2 separate regions of the Sus scrofa genome follow, and region 2 is linked to region 1. The links are chromatin contacts, called in public Hi-C maps. All regions are on one chromosome and are shown on one strand. The core of a region is the stretch at or near the end of the contact, and the rest is flanking DNA. Distances in the headings are between cores, read along the strand shown. Region 1 holds the start of ICAM1 (intercellular adhesion molecule 1). Region 2 holds the start of ILF3 (interleukin enhancer-binding factor 3).

Region 1 (2,916 bases), core at 276-2,775:
GCCAGAAAATGACCTCTAGCGGAGAATTTTCCCAAACCCTCCCAGGGACGTCCCCGGCCTTCACTCTTCCGCCTATGTCCAGGCCGTTTGGGTCGGGAACCCAGCGCCCTCCACCCTCCAAGAAGAAAGATCCCCGTGGAAATTTCTTAGGAACAATCAGGGCGGAGAGAGGAACGCTTTTCTAGCTGGCGAGTGATTCGCAGCCCCTTCCCTTGGAGGAAGGGTTCTAGCGTCCCTGAGGGCCCCCCTCCCTTCCCTTTCTGCAGCTCGACCTCTTTGGCCCCAGTAGGTCTCCATGGCGACGCGACGCTCCCCCCACAACAGGAAGACTTAGGCGGCGGAGCTCCGCGCTTGGAGACTCTAGGGTCCACAGCCTTGACGAGCTGCATGCTGAATCTTGGGGTCCCACGCGCAGGCGTGGCCCTGGGGATAGTGTGGGGTGACCTTGGGGTTAGGGTGGGGCGGCATGGGGGCGACCTATAGACGCGGCGCGGGGCCTCATCATTTCCCTGAAATGCCCTAATGGAACAAGCCCGGACAAACACTCGCACAGTGCTGGGGGCCGGGGTTCGAGTTTCGGGAGCTGCGCGCAGAGGACTCCCTCTCCCCGCCCCACTCTGGGACCTAGCGGCTGCCTCAGTTTCCCTGCAGAAGGCAATGGTTCGAGCGCCCCCTCTCCCCTCTCGCAGTCAATGTCTGCGGCATCAGTTTCTCCACGGAGCCTGGGAACTGCAGCGGAGGGGTTCCACGCGTCAAGACCACGAGGCTTCCTTCCTTTTTCTGAAAACTAAAGACGTTCACGCGGCGGAGGCCAAAAGGGGAAGCGAGGCCCGGCGGGGTGGGAGCGCCCATCCGTGGGGGATGCAGACGTGATGAGGCTTGCGTCCTCACCCCCAGGGTTCACTGGCGCCTGGAGGTGCCCGTGCCTGCAGCGCTTCCCAGGAAATCTCGGTGTCAGCTGGGAGGGGAACATGCCTCTTGGGGGAGGGGCACCCTTGGACGAGAAACGCTTGGGGGAAGATTCCTGGGCCCCCACCGAAGCGAGGGAGCCTCTACTCGGTTAAAGAGGCCTGAACGCGCAGGGGAGTCAGACGAGTTCGAAGGCCCTCGCAGCTCGGATCCTCTGTTTACCCCTCTACGGAATGGACGCAGTAACCGTCCCTACTGTCCAGAGTGGTTGGTAGCATTCAGTAAAGCGCTAAACGCAGTGTAAACTTACAATCAAGGTTAGCCCAGCCAGGGCCCCGGGCCCCGAGCGCCGGGAGCAACCCCCGAGTTGCAGCCGGGTCGCTTCCGCCAGGCAGCCCTCTTTACTTCAGTTGGGAAATTCCGGTGCTTGAGCGGCCAGCGAGGCGGGTGGACAATCTGGCACGGCCCCCGGCACCCCCTCAGCGGAAATGCCGGAGCCCTCGTTCGGGAGGGGAAAGCTCAAGGTTTCCGGGAAGGGAGCACCGCCCCTCGGCCCCCCGTGGCGGGCCACTATAAAAGGACCCTCGGCGCCACAGTGCGCGCCACACGCCTCTGAGCCACTTAGTCCGCCCCGCCGCCTCCGCGATGGCTCCCGGCGCCACCCATCCTGGCCAGCTTGCGCTCCTGGCCCTGCTCCTGCCCCTGCTTGGGGCTCTGCTCCCAGGTGAGTCGGGCGTGGGGGCTGCCGTCTGTCGGGCGGGCTCTCCGGGATACGAGCTAAGCCCCTGGGAGCGGTGCGAGGACCTTGTCCCCAGGTAGGAGGCTTGGGGATAAGGCCACTCATACTTTGGGGAGCTGTCTATGGGAAACTGGGGCTAGAGCCACCGATTGAAAATCAACAGCCCTGGGTGCGAATCTAGACCCTCCATTATGGCACGATCTGTGGCTTCGGGACTCTGGACTGCCCCTCCCAGAGGAGCCTCAGTTTTTCAGCCATAAAATGGAGAAGTTAATAGCGGCCACCTGGAAGGGGTGTGCCCTGGCCCCAGGAGGTGGTCAGAGCTTGGAGAGATGTAGCCCCTCGCCAAGCTTACCTGGACTGGGGACTTCCCCCCCCTCCCCGCCACAACACACCCTTGTACATTCTGTTCCTCACCCTCTGCCCCTGGGGGAAGTCCAGGACTCTCAGCTCAGGGGAATTCCAAGGCTGACTTGCCCGGGGAGCAGAGGCTGAGCAGTGGGATGCCCCGGCGGCTGCGCCTGGGGTCGGGGGAGTGGGGGTGGAGAAGGGGGGGAGGGTGGCAGGAGAATGAAAGATGGACATTGTGATTGCCAGCTCAACAAAGTGTTCTGATCCCTATTTCCGTCTGGGTTCTCCCGCATTCTCACCTGAGTAAGCGCCCTTTTTCAGGCCTCACCATTGCCGTCTGTGAAATGGGAATGATCCCAGAATTATCCACACATCTCCGCACCAATGGAGGAGACCCAAAGCTGAAGGAAGAGATCTAGGGGAGGGGCTCAGACAGACATTATTTTCCGCTTTGGAGGCACCCCAGTCTGAGGAAGCTTATCCCAACAACCCCCCTCCCTCTTACCTGCAGTCACTTGTTACCTGCACTGCGCTGGGTGTGACTTGCATTAGCAGGAGGCGGGGTGACTATAGTCACCCAACTTACAGATGGAGAAATTGAGGCCCAGAGAGGGGAAACCACTTGTCCAAGGGAATGAGGAGCCAGCCTGATTGGATGTCCTTTATCCCTGGAGGACTGACTCCCTCCACCTGACCTCTTGGAAGGGAAAAGAATGCTGAATTCATGCCCTTCTTTTGCCAAAATCCTCCATGGCTCTTCATTGCTCACAGAATGAAGACTATCCTTAACACCTCTTACCCTATTTGCATGATCTGCCTAACTTCCTTTCACCCCAGTTAATTCCCCATACTCTTTGCTCCAGTCACCCTGCCTCAGGACCTTTGCATTTGCTGTTATTTGGCCTGCAACTCATTTC
Region 2 (2,916 bases), core at 262-2,761, 320 kb after region 1:
ACCCACTGAGCAAGAGCAGGGATAGAACCTGCAACCTCATGGTTCCTAGTCGGATTCCTTAACCACTGCGCCACAACAGGAACTCCATTGGGGCATATGTTTTGTGCAAAGAATTGTACCAGGTGCTTTTAAGGAAAAAAAAAAATCATATTTTGTAGATAATGCAAGAGAAGCTCAGGGAGGTGCACTAGTCTTGATTATACAGAGACCCAAACTTAGGGCGACCCTGGATCTTGCATTTTCTTAAAAATTTTTTTGGTTTTTTTTAGGGTTGCAGCCAGGCATATGGAAGCTCCCAGGAAGGTCTAACCGGAGCTGTAGCTACTGGCCTATGCCACAGCCACGCCAGAACAGGACCCCTCTGCGACCTAAACCGCAGCTCAGGGCAACTCGGGATCTTTAACCCACTGAGGAGGCCAGGGATCAAACCTGAGTCCTCATGGATGCTAGTCGGATTAATTTCCACTGAGCCGAGATGGGAACTCGGGATCTTGCATTCTTAAACTAGCTACACTATTCCTGCTTCTGCAAAAAAGATTTATTTAGGCCGTTAAGTCCTGAACTACTTGCCTCCGAATCTCAGCAATGTCTCTATCACTTGTCTACCAACGCCTGACTGATCCTGATTCTGGAAGAAAGCAGGACTTAGCTTAGGCATAGATTGTACACTGAGGATCTGAGGCTCCCAAGAGGATGCAACAACACCAGGATCGTAAAGTGATGACGCTCGGTCCCCCATGCCTTTACTTATGACCCCGACCTCCCCGCCAAGATGTGGCTGGCCAAGTGTCTCAGTCCAAGTCCCAGATTTCCCGCAAAAGACAGTGAGGCCTTCAGTCGGGTCTTTTTCTGGATCGGGCCTCAATTTCTTCATCTGTGAATGGGGGACTGGAAGATTCTGACCAACTGGGCTCTGCCCTTCAGAGGCTCCGGGCCGGGTAGTTTAGCGGGGCGCTACCCGTGAAAAAGTTTCAACACCAAAGACCCGGATGCCGAAGCAGCAACGAGGAGTTCTGTCCGACCTTTCCTCACACACACAGCTCGAGTCTGCTCGGCCTCTCGTGGAAAAAGCAGGCAGTGGGAAGGAAGTGCCACCGTACCGCTTCAGTAGCAGAGCGAACCTCTTCTAGCAACACCAGCCACCATGAGGACGCTCAAGAGCCAGCCTCTCTGACCGTTTCCGCCAACGTACTCCTGGCGACGGGCGTAAGATGGCGGCCGCGCAAGCGCATAAACTAGGAGACCAGGGAGGCTCCGCCCCTCCCTCGGCCTCACGTGGTAATGGCCGCTCAAAAACCGCAATTGAAAAAAAGAAAGGCAATGTTGTCACATGAAACAGGCCTACCAATACCGCAAAGGCAAGGAGCAAAAGTCCTTATCACATGGCCAAGGAGATCTCCGAATTTGCCACTGTCACATGATCAAGCAAAGGCGTGGAAAGAGGAGGAAAACGTCCCGACGCCACGTAACGTCTTACGGTTCTGTCACGTGACCAGGGCCCGCCTTCTTTTCTCTGTTCCTCCCTCCCTGCCTCTCCCGCTGGGCCTGCGTCGAGCGGTAACGAGGCGGCAGGGGGCGTGGCTCCGCCCGGTCACGTGGTTCCGCACCTCCCTAGCGCGCGCCCGCCCGCCAGCTCGTCCCCGGCCCCGGCTCCTCCTCCTCCTCTTCTCGCCATTGCAGTTGGACTCAGCAGCCCGGTGCGTACCGCGTGGCTTTTTGGGGAAGACCGAGGCGGGCTGTGGCCGGAGGGCGGTGGTTGCTGTCGAGGAAAGGGACCCAGACGAGGTAAGCGTCAATGTGGCGGCGGCCGGGCCCGCTCCCGCCTTTCCCCCTCCCCCCGTTCTCTCCTCAGCGCGGGCTCGGGTGAGGAGTTGCGGAGATAAGGCCTGAGGCGCCTTGTGTTCCCTGCTTTCGTTTGGTTCTCTCGCCCCAGTGCCTGGCTCCTTCCTCCTTTGCTAGCCTACCTCCCGCGCTCGGCCGTTACTCTCCCCCATTGTGCCGAGGAGACAAAATGGCGGCGGCGGCGAGGGCCCGGTGCGCGCGCATCCGCCCCCCCCTTCGCGGCCCCTCGGCCGGCGGTGGCGCCTCTCGCGGGGGTGCGCGCGCACTGGGCCCCCGGCTGCCGCCTCCCCCGGGTCGGGCTTTGTCTGTTGGGGCGCCACGCGCGCACACGCGCACGTGCGGTGAGCACACACCCCCCTCCGACTGGAAGCATCCTGCCCCGCGGAGCAGGGGCTACCCCCCCACCTCTTCTCTTTGTCCCATTCCGGTCCCGGGTTCCAGGAGAGTCCCAGGTTCTCGAGGCGGGAAACATCGCCTCCTTTGTCTTTTCGTGGAGCGGAGAGGCAGACCCCCTCCCTGGAACCCCGTCCTTAAGTGGATTGCAGAGGAGGTCTTTGTGGGTTCATGGGGTTTTTAAATCTCTGGTTAGGCTGGCCTCCCCCAGATCCGGATCCAGAATTGCTAAAAGGTTTATTTTAAGCTTTCACTTCATTTATTTTAGATGTTTCATTGATGTTGAATTTTTTCCCGATTCTCCCTCAAAATGGTGATCAGATGTGATATTTGGGTGCCCTGTGATCTTCCAGATTGAGACCCAAACATGAGCGCTTAAAATTCTTTTCTAGCTTACTTCCTCAAGTTGTTGAGTGACTGAGATTCTTGGGGTTGCTTTAGAGGTTTTGCCCTGGGCAGTTCTTCGCCTGGGGATATTATTTGGGATGTTTAAGGATCAACATGCTCTTGCCCAGTTCAGTGTCTAAACTTGGGGAGAGTAAGCCGTCTCTTCTCAATATTTCCAAAATTGATTGAAAATTGTTTGGCATCCTGCCTAGGGGACTTGACAGATCAGCAAGGAAGCATCATTACTTTTCCTGGACTCAGGTATTTCAGTGATTCTGAATCTTTTTATGATTG

What was found. Hi-C and Micro-C count contacts between places; a contact is called where the count stands out from the background.
Region 2: a contact with region 1 is called in a Hi-C map of retroperitoneal adipose tissue, with 1.6 times the contacts expected there. The contact joins the promoter of ILF3 here to the promoter of ICAM1 in region 1. A contact is called at or near these places in 1 of 5 promoter capture datasets (liver), 1 of 47 Hi-C or Micro-C datasets (retroperitoneal adipose tissue) and 1 of 2 datasets of contacts at active chromatin or transcription factors (alveolar macrophages).

Annotation. Positions count from the first base shown.
Region 1 is chr2:69,095,611-69,098,526 of Sscrofa11.1, forward strand. ICAM1 (intercellular adhesion molecule 1) reads left to right here and starts at 1,526. Exons shown (of 7, transcript NM_213816.1): 1 at 1,526-1,633. The coding sequence starts at 1,555.
Region 2 is chr2:69,412,364-69,415,279 of Sscrofa11.1, forward strand. ILF3 (interleukin enhancer-binding factor 3) reads left to right here and starts at 1,512. Exons shown (of 20, transcript XM_021083797.1): 1 at 1,512-1,785.